2 separate regions of the Hordeum vulgare genome follow, and region 1 is linked to region 2. The links are chromatin contacts, called in public Hi-C maps. All regions are on one chromosome and are shown on one strand. The core of a region is the stretch at or near the end of the contact, and the rest is flanking DNA. Distances in the headings are between cores, read along the strand shown.

Region 1 (2,700 bases), core at 192-2,691, 120 kb before region 2:
CCAAGGCCCATTTATAGTGGTCTGAATTGAGAAACATCGTTAGAACAAAAATGAATAATTTGATCAGCCTTAGGAAAACACGCATCAATTGAGGACTACCTACTAGCTATCTTGTAATATGCAATGTGTTCCCCTGGTCTTTCAGTGTGCACAGGTTCGAGATCTACATGCTGCAACACATGAAAGGGAAAAGGAACATTGAGTGCTAGCTAAACAAATCATTTGCTGGTAGGCTGTATGCCTAGAAAAATACTGTAAATGCTACGTAGATCCGCTGCTGCCTCTTGGTACACCTACACCTTCTTGCAGGCCAAATTTATAATTTTTATTTTTGCACTCATATGGTTACTTAAGAGTAAGCAGTCACGGAATAACTTGTATCAGCTATCCAGCAATATTACTGGAGAAGCAGAGTGTGCTCTGTTATATGAGGCAATTAAGCATAGAGCAAGTGTTTCTTTCCACACCTGCATATATCTTATTTGGGTATAACTCAGGGCCTTATTTTTTACATCTCCATTTGTTCCATCCTGCAATTGGAAGAAGCAAAGTAAAAATATCCTTCCACACACATAAAGAGACCGAGAAGAAGAACTGAAATTGCTATTACCTATTAGCATTACCTGCGATATAAATAATGGAAACTTTGAAGCAACTGCTTTCTGATACCTGGAAGAGTTATTGTCCATCATTTGGTCAGGTACTGTGTTCTACGAAGTACAAACTGAAGCTACATGGAAGTAAATAAAAGGAGCTGTCACCAAAGTGGCCCAAGTTCTCTTTATGAGATGTTGTATGACTAGTGAGGTGATAAGATTAAAAGGAACTTGATTTCACATATAACAGAGTACTCCATCAACATATAACAGCATCGGAAAATTTTCTTTTTGGGAAAACAAAGGAGTGGAGACAAAGCAACGTACTTGAGGATAGATTCGACCGTCCTCTGCAAATAGTCTGGTCGATTGCAAGCCATTATGACAACAGCGGCGACGGGGAGATCAGGTTGATCCTGTAGAGCAGAACAAGTTAAGAGTTTGGATCCTGTATATATCAGATACTGGAGATGGGTAGGGGGGCGTACTGCTCCGGCGAGGGCGAGGCGTCCGGCGTCATGAGACTGGGTAGAGAAGAGCCGCACCTGAACAGAAAGGGGGAACCGAATCAAGGGGAAATCTACTCGGCTAATCTGATTTTCGGGTGGAGGAGATGAGGGTGGAGGCGGTCAGATCCCCGGCCGGCGACTGGCTGAGCGGAATGGATCTGATACGGGGAGAGCCGGAGAGAGCAGAGCAAAGGAGGGAGGGAGGGGGTTTACTTGGATGTAGATGAAGGCCGCGGCGGCGGCGACGAGGAGGAGGCGGCGGATGTAACGCGGGTTATGAGCAATCGCCGGCGTGCAGGCCGTGCGCGGCGGAGGAAGAACAACCCCCAGCCTGACTTTCACTCCGCTGTGAACGGATTTTTTTCTTTTTGCGACAAAGATTTCACACGGGGGAGTGATCTGGGCCGGCGCGCGAAACTTTGGGCCGGCCGTGCGCAGGCCGCACGATCCATCAACCCCGCGCGTCCGCACCGTTGGATCTTCATGTAATATTTTTTTTTTGATGCAGCAAAATTTCGATGCGATTGCAGCAATTTTTCCAACGGTTACAACAAAAAACAAAATTTGTAGCAAAATAAATATCTACGTGATACGTAGGAAAAAAACACAGCTGATGGTATGTGGTAGCAAAAGTGAAACGCCGATTGTAACAAATATTTACGTGTGATGTGTATGCAACTTTTTTAGTGAATGGTTGCAGCAAAAAATGATGCCGGTTGTAGCAAAAATTAACACGGTTATAGCAAAAATAAAAACATTGATTGTAACGAAAAATTCGAAGAACTGGAGTTGCAACCAAACGTATATGCAGCTTTTTTACTGGACAAAATGTAGGAAAAAAATAACGCTTACAGCAAATATGACGGTGGTTGCAATAATTTAAACGAAAAAATGTTGCATGACCAGTCAGCGGGCGCAGGCGGTCGCGTGCGGCCGGCCGAACGATTCGGCCGGTGCACCGGCCAGAAACGATTCCCTTTCACATGTAACCTTTAAAAAGACTTATATTTAAGAACGAAGGAAGTAGTTATTTTGCAAAAAATAGTTAATTGGTAATTGCATGTTGGGGTTTTTTTTTGCAGGAAATTGCATGTTAGAGTTTTATAAAAAAGAAAATTCAAAATAATTCTACACATTCATATAGATCTATTCTACATGTATATAAAATCTGACAATGAAATCCTGCATTTCTAAAAGCGAACAGTATTTGTACTGTTCAATGGTTTGAAAATCACGATTTTATCTACAATATTTACACACATGTAGAATACATCCATATATGATTTTTAAAATTTAAAATATGTTTTTGTTTTTCAAACAATGAGATTGCCCGCTATTGGCATTTTGCGACACTGTTTTGCTTTACATGGAGTTTTCTTTTTGCGAGAAGGATTTCACATGGAGTTAATTGCGCCAAAGAAAAACCATAATTGGAGCTAGATCAACGAACTCGCATCACACTTTGTTGGGGCCCGCATACGGAGATGACATGGCGGGGGAGGCACACGCAGTGTGCTCAGGAGGCAAAGTCGGGTTTGGTTGGATCGCATCAGATGAGCTCTTCCTCTCAGTCGACCCTCTCTCTTGTTTCCGGC
Region 2 (2,700 bases), core at 21-2,520:
GTCCACAAATTCAACATGAATGAATTTAATTAGTGTCTCTACTATGGAGCTGCAATTGTTTAGAAGAAATCTGGATCTGTCATCAGACTTCAACATCAATTTCACCTTCAATTTAGTGGACATAGTAGACTTTTCATCCACAGCCATCATACCTCTAGCATAATACTAAACCTTATATATTTTTTGTAGACCTAAACATGCTCAAATTTGCTTATATTTTTCAGAATGTTGTTTTCTATTCTAACAATGTTTATAAATACATCTACACATATTGGATATAGTCAATGCATCTCAAGATTTTATATTCATGTCATACCAAATATAAAATGATAGACGTCATATTCCTACATGTTTTTAATGTCTCCTAATATAGCATATATACATTTAGTATTAATTAAATATTTACAATAGAAAAACTTTATCACAAAATTATGGATACTTTAATTATCATTATGGTTTTAGTAACTTACAAATTATAAATTTTCATGTTGCTTTATTTGTCAACCTTAGTTAGATTCCATATGTTGTAAAGTTATTTAATTATTGGATTTTTAGCATCCTAAGAAAATCTGTGTTACCACAAAAATCCTCATCGATGATTATAAACTTCTTAGAGACACCATTTTTATAGCTAACTGGTAAAAGTTACTCTAATAATCTGGAGACAAATCTGGATGTGCTACTTATGCACACAACCACAAGAGGAGTTGCCTATCATTACCTCGCTAACAGACAATGATTTAGTGGACCATCATGCATGAGTTTGTGTTGTATGAGGGTCTTTATAGTAGAGCTCAAATGATCTATTGTTGTTCTATCACATTGCACAATATATTACGACTCAAAAATTTGTTGAATATTAAAATTCAATTTGTGAAGGGAAGACTAGGTTATTTCCTGCACAACATGTTCGATGAGAGTCTTCGTAAAAATCCTCACTCAATAGTTTGTTGATATATCATATTGAAAAAATATTTTGTTACTATATCTCGTGAGAAATATGACTTCAAATTGAATATACCAAATTTAATTTGCAAAAAATACATGAACTTTACTTTGCAACGACAATACTGGCTTGCCCGTGCATTTGAGGGGTGCACCCTACTAGTTTCTTTAAATTCAAAAAAAAAAATCTTTGAATTTTATTTAAAATGAAAAGCAAATGTAAAAAAAGGAAAAAAAAAAACAACGAAGAAATATAGAACACCCAGCGCCCCACACCGGGCCGAACAAAGGGCGTCGGCCTGCGCATTTGGTTGCCCCATGTTTCCTATTCGGGAAACATGTGGTCTCCCCTGGGCAAATCCTTATAGTGCCGCCAAATATACCATTGAGCGCCTAAACACTTTGATGGTTTCATAGTGGCCCAACACATATAACATTTCATTTTTTCCCCTGGTTTTAGCAACCTTCCAGAAGGTTCTCCTGGTTTTGATAGTAATTTTTCTTTGGTTAAAAAACTTTTTTTTGTTTGTTTGTTTTCAAAATTCGCAACCTTTTTCAAAACTCACGGACCTTTTAAAATTCGCAAACATTTATGAAATCCCTGAATTTTTAAATTCACGAACATTTTTTAAGATTCATGAGCTTTTTTCAAATTTGGTACCTTTTATTAAATTCGCAAAAAACCAAAATCATGAACTCCGTAAACAGTTTTTTAATTCGTGTTTTTTTTCAAATCTGTGGTGTCTTTCTAAGTTCATGAAATTTATTTTTCAAATTTTGTTATTTTTTTCAAATCCAAGAATATTTCCTAAATCTGTGAATTTGTTTCCAATCTATGATTTTTTAAATATTATGAACTCTTTTAAATTTTCCAAATTCATATACTTTATATAATTCTTGAACTTTGTTTTCAATCCATAACTTCTTTTAGTTTCCTTACCTTTTTTCAGAACTACAAAACTTCAGTAAAAACATTTCCTGAGCTAACAACAAAGCCAGATGACCGACCGAATGAGTAAGTGTGAAAACCAAGTGACAGAGCCAGATGACTGGATGGGCTTCTAACGCTAATGGCGATGAGGAGGACATGTCCGGATGATGTCCTCCAGTAGTGGTTTTATGACTCTGCCTCTAAAGAAAGAGCCCACACTATCATATTAAATTATGCACCTCTTGGAGAGACCTTTCAAAACGTCGACTGAAATGATGCGCGCGTGCTTCTCCCTTAGCTACAACAGGTGATGCGGGAACTAAACCTGTCCAGATGCCTCTCATTTCCATGCAAGCGTCCAAATCCACCTAATTGACTCCACTTTGCTCATTTGCTACTGCTCTATACCTCCTGAATCTTTAGTCCATGACGTTGTCCATGTTTTTTATTTGCAAATACTATCTAGGTGCAGAGGGGAAATGTTGTTGGGGAGAGAGTGTTAGAGACAAAGGCTAGCTCGAGGAATCGATACAATGCCATATGCTTTATAACAATGGACCATGCCTAGATGGCCGAGGTCATATATTTTGGGCCTAAAACATAGAGAATATTTTCTAACAAATATATCATATATTTTTCGGTGGGCGTACAAATATATCATAATGACATGGAAGTCGAATATACTCCTCATTTTCGAAAATTTTCCCCTCCTACCATAAATTAAGCCACATGGTTCTTGTCCTTGGGTTCAATCTGGTAAAATGAGAGTTGAGATATCTTCATCCACATTTATTACCTGCCGGCTAGTGGTGATATTACGAATG

The links. Hi-C and Micro-C count contacts between places; a contact is called where the count stands out from the background.
Region 1: a contact with region 2 is called in a Hi-C map of leaf, with 4 times the contacts expected there. The contact joins the promoter of LOC123445481 here to the enhancer-like site in region 2. A contact is called at or near these places in 2 of 6 Hi-C or Micro-C datasets (leaf and seedling).

The regions. Positions count from the first base shown.
Region 1 is chr3H:595,657,668-595,660,367 of MorexV3_pseudomolecules_assembly, reverse strand. It overlaps LOC123445481 (alpha-1,3-mannosyl-glycoprotein 2-beta-N-acetylglucosaminyltransferase-like), which reads right to left and starts at 1,441. Exons shown (of 16, transcript XM_045122467.1): 1 at 1,319-1,441; 2 at 1,085-1,141; 3 at 924-1,012; 4 at 624-669; 5 at 468-530; 6 at 104-170; 7 at 1-21. The coding sequence starts at 976.
Region 2 is chr3H:595,540,956-595,543,655 of MorexV3_pseudomolecules_assembly, reverse strand. No RefSeq gene overlaps it. Among protein-coding and RNA genes, the nearest start is that of LOC123440931, 46 kb to the right of the region's middle. Within about 2 kb of position 1,270, at least 2 of the 3 cell types and tissues checked have open chromatin away from gene starts, as enhancers often do. A contact at or near this core is called in leaf, where this site is marked.